2 separate regions of the Anser cygnoides genome follow, and region 2 is linked to region 1. Evidence: chromatin contacts called from public Hi-C data. All regions are on one chromosome and are shown on one strand. The core of a region is the stretch at or near the end of the contact, and the rest is flanking DNA. Distances in the headings are between cores, read along the strand shown.

Region 1 (6,564 bases), core at 1,166-3,665:
TCACAGAACTTTCTGTTCTAGAGTTATAAACCTGGTCTGTCAGAGAAAAGATATGAGCTGCTAAAAACACTCAAACTACCCAATTTAAAATTTGCCTCAACGGGCTACATAGCACTGAAGTAGTACTATGCTTTTTTGTAACAAACTGTCTGACATGATTGCTCACACTTTGGTGACTGCAGCACCCTGAGAGAGAATCTCAGGCTTAGGTGGAATCTCCTTGCTGAAGAGCATGAAAGGCTTTTAAAGGGTATGCTTGAAGAGGGTTGGAGGTACAGAGAAATTCTGGATTCCTCAAGTAGATATACTACCACAGACAAAAGTTCAGTTTAGACACTTGATTCTTCCTAGTTATGAACACTGTTTCACAGTGCATATTACTAAAGATTAAATCAAAGCAGGATTTCATTAGAGGAAACAAATCACTTTATAAGCCAGAAATATCTAAGAAACAAGACAACCTGGCAATTTTCTTAGAAAGAAATAATGATAATTTCAAGAGTTGGCTATTCTGAATTGCTAAAATATTTCCAAAACAATTTAATACAAATAGCCTAGTTTATCTCTCATCAACTTTTATTTTAACATTTCAAGAAGTTAAGCTTGATTTAAAACAAAACAGAGAATCAGGTCATGATCTGACAAAATCCAGTTGGTGATGTCTGTGGATTAAAAATAAATAAATAAACCCAAACTCTTGTCAAAAGCACAAACCACGCCAGAACAGTCTTTTTGTATCTCTGGAGCTTGAACAAATTTTATTTGTATTTCACTTTATAAATTGAATTAGCATAGGGGAAGTAAATAGCTGCCCACTCAAAAAAACATTAAATAGAATTTCTCCTTTTAACAGGCAACTCACACTTAACCAACAACCAATAACATTTATGGATAGAGAACAAATTGCCTTGCGTTGCAGCCAAACACAGGAATTCCTCAGCTGACTCCCATCAAACTGAGTACCAAGGGTAAAGGGCACTGTAAGTGGTTCCTGGCAGCCAAGTAACTTAACATGCAACAGTTTCTAAAAACACCATTCAATTCATTTCAAAGCTGGAAGCAAAGCAAATATTAGTTTCCACAGGCCAAAGTATAGCTTCTGCAACAGATAAATGTCTCAAGTAGATAATGAAGCTTGTTATAAAAGTATTCCTTTGAATTATATCCAGATTTATTTGTGAACATAATTTAATTTCAGCATGGCTAGAATTGCCAAAAAAATCCATGAGAAGAAATACTTCTAAGTATGTCTTCTAAGTCAGCAATAAGTTTCACACACAGTAAAATAAAGAAATAAGAAATATTTCAACACCACCACATTCACTATTTTTTTAGCCGATGCTATGTTATTTACCTAAGGCTAAAGGTTTGTCTCTTATTTTATATATAAAAAACACCAAGAAAAAACATACACGAGCATTCTGCTAAACCAGCACCATAATCACAGTTTAAGAATAAAACAATGTTTCTACATCCCACCCTCAACCCTAAGTGTAAAACAAATGGTGTAACTCACAGGTGTTCCCATCATTGTGTAAGTTTTTCCTGAACCTGTTTGTCCATATGCAAAAAGGCAGATGTTGTATCCTCTAAATGCACCTGACAACACAGAAGTGCCAAGGTCCTGGAACACCTGGAAAGACCAACAGAGACATAACAGTCCATGAGTAACATACCTCCCTAGAAACAATCTGCATTACTTGTAGACCTTTCAGCTTTAATAACACCATATGAACAATGAGCTTCATAGCATTTGTATTTCTAATTTATCAGGCACAATGTCAAGTGTCCAGCATTCGCCCGTCAGATCATCCAAACACTGGTATGCCAAGCACAAACTGAGCATTGTTTAACTGTGATTTCCTGCCTGCCTTCTCTTATTTTATGCTTAAAATAAAAGACGTGTAAATTCTTGAGGATCCTCTTTCCCCACCCACCCATATTTTTATAGTCCTCACTATAAATCTAGCAGAAAAGCATCTCTTTGAAGCAATGACATCAATAGGAGCATTAGACAAGAGAATTACAGGTCAAAACCAAAGCCTAACCCATAGCCTGCAAGCTATACTTCACCCAGGCAATGCTTCTTTCTGACCCATTTGGTCAGTAAGCAATGCCACCAAATGTTAAAGTGCATTTCTGTTCGTGGCACACACACAGTGACGTGCCTTCTGCTGCTCCTAACACAGAGCCAGGTATGGCTACCACCGTCAGTAGCTTCCAAACCTCACATTGGTCTCGCCGCGGCTGCAGAAGTTGGGCCATGACAGCTAGACTACTCACATTGCGAGGCAGGGATAATAGTTCATTCTGCTTTCCCTTTCCTTTTCGGAGACACAGCTGCCCCGAATTGTGGCCATGTTCTCAGAACATCAAAGCCTTGCCACAGACCAGCTGAAAAGACACCTGGCAAAGTTTTCTAGGAAGTGCACATTGGATCAAAAGGTTCCAGTAGGCAGGCCGCCAAGCCCTTAACACAGCATTAGCCTTTCAAAAGAAATGTTGCAACTATTAATGATCTTGCCATTCACACAGGAAACTAGCTAAGGTATATAGAATGATGCATAGGATTTCCGTTACCAGGTCATTTGGTTCTCCAGCAGACAGATAAATGTATTAATTTGATATACAATTCAATAGAAAAATGAACTTCATAGTTATTACCACTCCATCTAAACTGCCCAGAAGAGATTAAAATCCTCCTCCTGAGACTTTTATTTTCAGATTGTACTTCAACTCAAACTGAAACAAGGAGCTAATTTTCATCTGAAAAATCAATAACATCCCCATTTAGAAGAATTTGACTACCCCTGCCTATACGTGTAAAGGTATGTAGAATGTGGGAACATCTGCTTCATTCAGGTTATCAGATCAAGGACCTTCTCAATTCAAAGAAAGCCATAAGTAACACTGAAAGTCATGAACAAAACTCACAGACACAAACAGACTTGACAAGGGCCAACAGAGGCAGAGAAAGTCTCCAGTCGGTCCCTGATGGGCCACGAAGAAACTGACATGTAGCTTTAGAGAGGGCCAATCCGGACTTGCTAAGCAACAAGCCAGGGGAAATAAGAGGAACAGAAAGATTTGGGATACTTGAGGTGCAGCTGCAGGGCTACGCAAAGCTTATTAAGGTACATTTAAGGGAAGGGGACTGGGGAAGAGGAAGGAGCGCAGAAGTGGCTGGTCTCACAGAAGCAGCAGATCAGTACGCTTGTCTGACTGAGCCCCATACCTGACCACCACAGCCAATGCTATTTTCTTATTTAATAATTTCTTGATGTTCCCATGTAATCACACCCTCTACCCCACGCATGTGCTGTAAGGACCAGATGCCAGCAGCTGGTGAGACTGGAGCAAGTTTAGGGCTGGTGATGGAGCCAGAAGGTGAGCAGGCATCGCACCAGCAGCACCAGCAAGTGGAGTGAGTGGGAGTAAGTGACAGCAACTGGAGTGGGATTGCGTGCCGCAGGGTCTATGTACCAGCTACTAAGGGAACTGGAGCAGGCTGAGTGTCTCAGTATCAGCAGCTAAAGAGGGGACCATTGGTCACAGGGCCTGGGTTCCAGGTGCCAGCCACTGGGGTAAAGCAAGTGAGGGTCTCAGCATCAGAGTTGAGGGCCCAGGTGCCAGCTGCTGGCCAGAAGGGTAATGGGAAAAGAGGGGTTTGGAGGGCTGACATTTTCTCTTGACACAGTACATGTTGATGTGCACTTGTGCAATTTGCTGGTGAACTTCAAACTGGATGTGCCAGTGAGCGGGAGATCCACAGTCCAGCCAGGAATATTAAATGGATGGAGGGCCTATGGTGGTAGCTGAGGGACTCAGCAGAAGGGTGGTTGTGAGCACAGGCACATTTGCTAGTGAGCAGCAAGCTGGGCTACCAGGCAAGCAAAAGACCTGCCCAGCAGTTAGTAGCGCTCACGCTCCAGGCAAGAGTATTAGATAGGCCCATGCTGGTATCTGAGGGATCTGCAGACAGGCACATGCACATTCCTAGACCTGGAGAGTTATAGGGCATGCATTTTCACCAGCCAACTTGAGCCCCAACCAGCTGGATAGGATAAAGGGAACCTGACTGCCTATGCTTATGTTTTGTGTGTGCTGCTAGTGTTGTACGTGGGTGCTGCTGAAGGCAGAGGCTTCTAGGGCAGCCCACATGGGCAGCTCTGTCAGCGTCCCGTGTCCTCTGTCCCTGCCAGCAGCTGTAGTGTTAGGATGCAGACCAAGACTCATGCCTGGTTGAACCCACAAAGGGGAATGCAGCTACCCCATCCATCAGTGTGGGATGGAGACACCTCCAGGGCTTGAGGCACACAGGGCTGGCCTCGAAGGGTTGGGGAAGAGGAAGCCCCAGCTCCAGGAGTCCACAGGAGGCAGTGAGTGACCTTACATATCCTTCCTTAGCTGTATTGTTTATTATTAGGAACAACTAATTGTAGTCTTAAATAATTAAATGAAAGCACAAAGTCCAGAACACACACAAAGAACTCCTAGTTTGGTTGCAACACAGCTGCCTAGTAATTCCTTATGAGGAACAATATACCATAAAAAGGTCAACCTTTAAAAGCAGAAAAACTAAAGTATGTAATAGCAAAATACATCAGTGGTGTGTAATTGAAGGAGGAATGAAAAAAATAATTGACGTTATAGTGTAATGGTTAAAAGTTATGGTGAAATTAAAAGTATTATCACACTACTTTCACAGATATTCCTATATAGAGGGACATGGAACCAAATATTTGCCATGACGTTGGTTTAGAACTTGTATAAAGAACACAGCAACGCACAAAAAGACAGAGACGGGGCTTAAATGAATAGTACAGAAGAAGCACATGAAAATGTCAATTTTAAGGTGCCACTATGAAAAGAAAGTGCACAGTTTAAGAGAAAAGAGGAGAAGAGGAAAGTTTAGCACCAGGAATTTTAATAGCCTGAGCATTAGCATCAGAGGGAGCTTAAAATGGGCTAGGCAAAAACTGAAAGCTGTAGCTTCAAAGCACCAGACAAAAGAAAGGTGAAAAAAAAAACAAACAAAAGAACAATTACAAAGTGGGTTCTGAACCTTGTAGGTAAGTAGGGAAAGTTGTATTTGATGTGGTAAGGGGAGAGAAGAGTTTCTTCTTTCCAGCAGCAGAATGGAATTACCATGAAAAATCCTCCCAGAGCTTTTACAAAAACAGTTATTCTGTTACGCTCTTCAGATCTAAATGTTTCCTGATTCCACAACTAAAACTGAGAGAAAAAATGTTCCTTATAAATCACGTACGTATTGGAAAGTATAAAAGAAGATCACAGGCAGCACTTTGTCCATGAGGCTTGCCTTCTGAGTTGTGGGAAAATATAAAAGTAGGGATTAAGCTGGGGGTTGGGTTTTCTCAGAGGTTGCTTGGAGCAGTGCTTCAACATCTGTTTTTACTTACAGCCCTTCTTCTATATGGAAGCTCCACTTAAAAATAGTAATTGAATAAATATAGCAATCTGTGCAATTAGCTCTGTTGCTTTTTATTTTACTTGAGTGGTGGGATTCATCGGGACTGAGTGCAGTGGGATTTCTTACATGAGTAAGGGCTGTGGAACTTGACCCTGTATTTGTTTCAGAGTTCTCTTTCACAACACGTTCTGAATCTTCCATTGCTCCTAATTCACTCTTTTTCACATGTTATACCTTGATTAAATTTGGCCACATGTGGACAGTGTGCGGTGTGTCCCTATACTGTCCCAGCATAGTTTCTGCTTCTAAACTGAGTCATGATTTGTTCCAGGGACCCTGCAATAATTGTGACAACCTAACTAAACAGGCAATCACATCTAACACCTGGAGCTGAACAGCATGCAACACTTGACCATAATCATGCCATTGTTTTAGAGTGCAGTGATAAACATTGAGCAAGGTACATCCTAAAACAGCGATTCTGACATTTCTTTTCAGTAATACCAATGCAATCCCCCTGTTCTCAGAGAAGTTGTACTGAAGAAAGTGATACTGTAAATATAGTGCTGACCTCTATAACAGATTAATGTGTTTTTCTTCAATAAAGTTATTTGGAAAAGCATCTGAGCGTTAATGACTGCACTGCAAATCACTGTAACTGATTCTTGGCATGAATCATCCATCAACACAGGCTGTAAGTCAAGTTCCTTGACATTGTACAGCCTATAGATCAGTCTCATGAGTTCAGAAATCTGCTTAAGTAATCGCTGATAGTAAATCTATACACCAAGGACAAGACAGGCACTCAGAACTCAAATGAGCATGCAGGCCAATAAAGACTCACCAGTTACAGATACCAGTTGCTCATCATGCGAAATGATCGTAACAGAGTCCTTGAGCCACCGCAACTGTTTCCCCAAGGCCTCCAGTGAACCCTGAAGTTTCCTTCAGTAGAAGCAGGATTAGGGTACCTTCCCTACCCAGCTAGCACACAAAACTTCTGGGAACCTAATATCCAAGATCTCCACCCCTCTTTCAAATCTGGTTCAACCTAGCCAGTTTGTTCAAAAATTACTGGGAAATGTGGGCAAGAAACAGACAACCACTGCAAAATTGTATTTCTTCAGGAA
Region 2 (6,564 bases), core at 1,389-3,888, 46 kb after region 1:
ATGTCCCATATTAAGATATTTTAACTTCCAAATATTCTGTAAACTTCAAGATGCAAAAACAAAGTTTGCCTGCCCATGTAAATTAAATGAAGAAATAAGTACGTAAAGTTTGCATAGTCTAGAAACGACCAACTAACGCTCTGGTGCTAGCGTTTGCTCATAGCTTCTCCATTTTCGGGACTCTTAAAATCAAAGTTTAATCACTGGAACTGCAATTGCACACATTACTGTACTTCAGTTTAAGTCGATTTTTTTTTGCAGGTAGCTTTTCCTTTTGAAGCACCTAGCAGATCCTAGGAGCTCTGGCAACATGGGCACCTGTTAATGGCCATCATGGCGTGCGTGTATATAGAGGGTGAGAGGTGTAAGTGACCACAATATGGAGGTGGTTTAAGAAACTGAAATAGAAAGAGTAGGCCTCTATTCTCACTGAAAGCTTTAGGCTTTGCAGTCTCTATCGAGGTTATGTTAAGTGTTCACATATGTGGTATTTGCCTTGAAGTCATTATGTTCAGGCAATTTTGGTCAAGACCATAAAGCAAGTTCAGAGCATTCACAGACAACATTTGACCACTTCTCCTTCCCCCTTATGAAAAATTAAAAGCCACCATGAATACTTTTGCTGACCTCAGCTGTGGCAACACAATGCAGGGAATAAACAGCAATTGCCTTTGGGGCCAAATATCACAAGACTGGTCTCTGCCTCCCCATCCCATCAGTTATGTTGCCACAGATTGAGCAGGTGGAATTATTTAACAGTCTCTGCCCATTTTATCCCCTGGGTTTCCGTTCTCCCCTTTGTACAAACATTTCCATTTCAGTGCCAGATTCATTTCACCCTTGTGTACCAGGCTGTGTTTCTGTTCCCACCCACCGTCCCAAACTACACCCTCTATCAAACTGCTGGCCCACGCTGACTATGCCAAAGGTTTTACTGTTTGTCACACCCTACCTGTCAGAGTTATAGGCATTATTTAATGCTATAATCACGTATGCACTGTTAGATACTGCCCATCGGGGAAGAAACAATAAGCCAAAAGCGATGCAAAGCCAAATGCTATTGTGGGAGAAACAAATGTAATTGGCTGCACAATGAAATACATCGTCAAGTCAAACTTGGAAGTACTTGCAATCTCCAGAGTAACTCTGCAAGGCTGAAACAAAAGAGTCCTATGGTCTGAACAACTTGATCTCATTACCAAAGTGGCATTTTAATGTTAATACTTCGCATTTGTGTACTGCTTTGTGTACTGCTTTTTATTTCTAGAGAGTATAATGGCAATTTATTTAACCAGTCAGTGCTAGGAATGACTACCAGTACGGAAGTAAATTAGAGAATATCTCCAACATTAAAGCAACACTAAGCAATGAAAGGCTAAACTTTGCTTAATTCCATGCTGCAACTTTTCTTAAAATATGCCACTATCTATGAAAATCTGTTCTATCCACAGCTGTGTTATAGATCAGAATTATATTACCCGAACATCTGTTTTCTTAATGTCATTATGGCTAGAATATTTTTAGATCAGTTGGTTTTGAGCCAAAGGTAAAATTTATTGAAAACCTGTAAATTACTTTCCACCTTTCCCTTTTCTATTATTTAAGACTAGCAGTTTTTTGTTGTTGTTGTTTTGTTTGTATGGTTTTTGTTTGTTTCGTTGGTTGGTTTTTGCTCGGTTGGTTGTTTTTTAGTTTGTTTGGGATTTGTTTTTACATTATTTTACTTTATTCAGCATTCTCTGCTATCTTCCTACAAAAAGTCCACAGGCAAATCATAACCTAAAAGTGCAAAGTGTGCTGCTGTATTGCTGGTTAAGCAACTAGGCAAGTGTGCTGGCTGGGCACCTCTTCCAGAATCATTTTCCCCGCTCCGTGAAAGGGTTATTTATCACACAAGGCAGTGAAGTCAGAAGGCAACGTGGGACTCACACTAACCAGAAGGCAGCCTCCAATCTCTGCGACAGCCCTCTGAGCAGTTCTGCCCGGAGCGCTACAGCATTCCTCTGACAGGAGGCGTAAATTACTAGCCACTAAAATCTGCTTTTCCTTCCTTTTCCTCCCCGAACTTCCACAGCCTGCAGCAGGGTTTCAACCACACGTTAGATCCAGAGCCCACAAGCGCGCTGTGCTGCGGCACCTTCTTGTTTGGGGGAGTTGTCCTCAAGCCATATTGCCTGCCTGCCGCCCTTCCTATTGGAGACGAGCAGCCGGGGAGGGAGCGGAGCAGCGCCGAGCGCCAGTGGGAATGTCCGGCTCTGGAAAATCCAGCAACAACGGAGGGGGAAGAGAAGCCTCCCTCACGCTGGATGACAACTGTCCCATCTGGGGGAGCCCGGGAGGAGGAAAGCCTCGGGGTTCCTAAGCAAGCCTCCCGAGCCACTGGGCGCGCCGGAGGGACGACCCCAGCCCCGCTCCCCCTTCCCCGTCCCGAGCACGGCGCTGCCCGGCCCGGCCCCGCCTCGCACCCCAGCTTGTCACGGAGCCTCCCCGCGGCGCCCCCACGCACCTTTTGCTCAACGGCCGGACCCGCACAGCCACCTTGACGTTGGCCATGGCTCGCCTCAAGCCCGGCCGCCCGCGCCCCGGCCCCGCATCGCGCCCCCCGCTCCGCGCCCCGGGGCGGAGCCGCCCGACCCCGCCTCGCCTCGCCCCCGGGGCGGGCCCGGCCCGAGCACAGGCCTGGGCCCGCTGCCCTCACACCGCCCTCACCGGATTTGGCGAGCGGAGTGGTGGCAATAGCTAGCCCTCCTGCAGATTTGAAACCTCCAAAGATGAATTTAAAGCAATTTTAGTCTATTGCCTTGACAAAGGTTTTACACTTAATATTAAACCCACCAAAACTTGAACAATTTGCGTTTAGAATATTGTCTCTGTCAAATACCAACATGACTGAGGAGAGGTGAGAGCAAGTAGCATTTGTCAGCCACAAACAGGATACCAGGCCTATTACAGGATTTCTGACTGGCAAAACAAAACAAAAGTTGTTAATTTTATTGCACTTGCTTCTGGTTTGGGTATTTCTAAATACTAGAAATTGGGCAGTATCTGAACACTCAACTACAGTACTTTCACAGCAGATAGGTTCACGTTATAAAGCAATCTATGCTTACATTCCCTTTCAATTACACTATTTATATATACTTTAAGTATAGACGTCCCCCTGAGGTGACTTGACTTAAGCTCCAGAAACATGGAATCTAAATGAAAGATACCACAATACAGAAACCTTCCAGAGTGAAGGTATACAATGAATCCTTCAGACTTGCTTTTCCCAATTCATGACCCACCACAGAGATGTTAAAATAAATACTACAAGCTGTGAACCACCGTCTGATTCAATAGATTTAGCCCTTCAGTCATACTAAAGAAAGAATCAGTACGTCAATGACAAATTGCATTCACTAAACCCTACCATTTCCACAGACAAGTCTCCAATACTGGAGTAAAACAAGAAAATATGCTTCGCTCTTTGGATATGGCAAAAGTACAAATTCATCTTCATTTCAAGGAATTATAATGAATAACCTAACTAGAAATGTTCTCATCCTATCTCTCTGAGCCTTAGATTACAATATCTTTAGTTTACCTGACTGACCTAAAGCATCACTGTAAGACAATTTGAGAGAGAGATTAAACCAGCAATATAGACAACGAACCATAATTCCAGAAGTCTGGATTCTGTTTCTTCCAGTCTCACAGAATGTAAAAATCACAGCTTCTCTGCAGTTGCATAAAAAGACCATCATTTTCAAAGTATGAAATGAACCATGGGGGACCTCGGGCTCAAATCCCACAATGGGATCCGATTAAAGCTTACAGGACTCAAACTCCAGTTTATATGCTCAGATCCTCCTATCTCTTGACATTCTGCTTGACTTAATCCAAGTAATTTGTCTTTTTAACATTTCTTGGCAGCAGAAGAGAGGAAAATCTGCACAGGAAAATCAGCTGCATTTGTATACTATATTAGAGAATTGTTAAGTTATACTCTTTGACATCATACCCTTCGGAATAATGTAGTCTAAAAAGATTAATAACAGAATTCTTGGAAATTTTCAAATATTTAATACTGAGTAGACCAATTACAAGTAACTCTGAACAGAAGGTGTTCAACATAGAACTAACTATTTTTTCCTTAATTTTACTTTGTTTTGATGCACCTCTCCTAAACTACGGTGAAATTTGTGTGGTATTGAGCCACCTAGTGGTTACTTTCAAAAAAATAAAGGACTCACTTTTAAAAATAGAAATCAAGTTGTAGCTAAAAAGAATTAAGATAACTGAGGATGCAGTAACAGAAGGGAATATATCTGCATGTTTGTTCCACTTCTTCAATATAAAACTGGGTGTTCACAAAAGACAACTGTCCTGGTTTATAGATGTCCTGGCAGTGACGTTTTACCAACACATCTTTTCAAGACATAAAAGCTACCGAGACTGTGAATTGGAACAGGCACAGTAGCTAAGTTGTCAGTCATACTTATGGAAAAAATTACATTCTAAGGAGATCACTGAATACAGGGCAAGCAATAGAAGAGGAGAGACTGAAGAATGTATTTATCACTATCATAGAAACATGGGTTACAAATTTGTAGAACTGCTAAACATCACCAAGTCCATTCCCTGCTTTCCCAATCAACCGTGTCATAGCTGTAATAAATTGTAACCTAAAACTAATATAATTCCTTGTTTGAACTATTAGGTTCCTATCTATAGTGCTTCCATAGCACTTAGAACCAGTCTTTGGTTTTTAAATGTGGGATTCCATAACAAAATGAAAACCAAGAAACTTGGTTCTTAAAATCTAGTGCTTTTATTGAAGTTTTATAGGTACATACAAAATACAGTGTATTATCAAAATACTTACAAAAATGAATAGACACATTATAGCAAACACATGAGAAATATCAAAACAAAATTGCACTGAAGATACAGGCTCCGAGGGAATCCTGCCCAACTATTTCAAAAAATAACTCCCTAACAGTCTTTTCAGTAGTCTGCCTTCCTATGAGCTACTGCTCAAAGTTGGAGAACGGATAATCATTGAACTAGAATGTCAGAACATAAATAGAACTACTTACAAAGTCCCTGTTGTATTAAGGCACAACTACGTTGTAGTTTTAACAGGCTTAAATTGCAGTTCTTCGAATAGCCATCCTATATAAGGAAAAAAAAACGATGTGCTAGGTTAAAGATAAGCCAAAGTCCAATTCAGCAGTATTGCAGACGCCATCAGAATACGTTTCTTTTTGCAGTTCCCTCCATTTCAATATTTGCTCTGTCAGCTCCTCCAAGTCTGTCACCAGCACCTCTGTTTTTGTCAAAGCAATGTCCTGAAGAAGAGAATTAGACTTCATCTCTATAACCTGTCAAGCTAGCAGGAAACAAAAACAATCTAAGCAACCCAACAGCATTGAGAAGCTTTTTTTTTTTTTTGCTACTCACCATGTTCTTCATGACAGTTGGTATCTGAGGGATACTTTTCGCACTTTGCAAATGACTTTCAAGCTTCTCAACGAAAGACACAGCCTCAGTCAACAACTCTACTACGTACCTGTAGCCAAGAATGAGCTCAGAAGTTGTGCAAACAATGCAGGATCTAATACTTTCAAGCATTCCTTTCTTTCCCACTATGGGTTTCCTTAGTCCTCTTCTCCATTTTTATATGAGTTCCTAGTCACGTAATTAATTTCTGTGCAATTACAATTCTTTTATGGCTCTCAACAACAAGTAAGGCAGGAGTTACTGAAGTGCATACTTCTGTAACTAGACTAGATTTTTAGACCATGAGGAGAAACGCTATTTTTTAAACATTTACTACCTATCTCTGGGAATCATCCACACACTTATTCTGAGCAAGTCATAGTGGAAAGAAGACACCAAAAGCTACAGTAGTGATTCCTACCTATGGAGAAGCGAAAGGAATCAAGAATTTAACACATCCATTTAAAAAGATACATAATCAATTGTGTAGTCTTCAGAAAGTAAGACCAATCAACTAAGCAAATATTCATTAAAAAATTACATTCACAGAGAAGTGAATGAAAGCATCTGATTTTTTCTAAAATATAATTAGCTCAAATTAATTTGGACTCACTCAAACAAAGAACCATTACTTTTTATATGCTTACTTGTGATATTCAGCCTTAACAGGAAGGTTCTCTTGACATATAGGCTTCAACAGCCTCTTCCTAAGTTTCTTCTTCTCTTTCAGTACTGCTTCCAAGTGTCTGTTCATATCTTGCAATATCTGGCATTTTTTGTCTATAAAATAAAATTGCAAAGTTGAAGCTATTATCCTGCTAGAACAAGAACAAAGTTTCTTCTTTAGAAAGGAAGAAAAAAATCTGCTCTATCACTCAGGATAGTGTACACTCAAGATTGATATCATTAGTCAGAATGACTTGTGTTGGATACTATAGGACTTAACATCAACACGCACCTCAAAGAAAGTCATATATAGTTTTTAGAGATACAGCTTTGTTAATTGCCTTACATCATCTATAGTTCTAAGTAAACTGTCTTGAAGAGATCAAACCCACTTCTTAAAACTATGCCATAGGA

The links. Hi-C and Micro-C count contacts between places; a contact is called where the count stands out from the background.
Region 2: a contact with region 1 is called in a Hi-C map of liver, with 2.5 times the contacts expected there. The contact joins the promoter of STARD9 here to the enhancer-like site in region 1. A contact is called at or near these places in 2 of 7 Hi-C or Micro-C datasets (granulosa cells and liver).

The regions. Positions count from the first base shown.
Region 1 is chr5:32,048,421-32,054,984 of Taihu_goose_T2T_genome, forward strand. STARD9 (StAR related lipid transfer domain containing 9) reads right to left here. Exons shown (of 34, transcript XM_048064883.2): 4 at 1,517-1,633. Among named protein-coding and RNA genes, the nearest start is that of STARD9, 45 kb to the right of the region's middle. Within about 2 kb of position 2,416, at least 1 of the 3 cell types and tissues checked has open chromatin away from gene starts, as enhancers often do.
Region 2 is chr5:32,094,403-32,100,966 of Taihu_goose_T2T_genome, forward strand. STARD9 (StAR related lipid transfer domain containing 9) reads right to left here and starts at 2,639. Exons shown (of 34, transcript XM_048064883.2): 1 at 2,507-2,639. The coding sequence starts at 2,553. HAUS2 (HAUS augmin like complex subunit 2) reads right to left here. Exons shown (of 6, transcript XM_048065131.2): 4 at 6,132-6,264; 5 at 5,446-5,554; 6 at 4,791-5,333. The coding sequence ends at 5,184.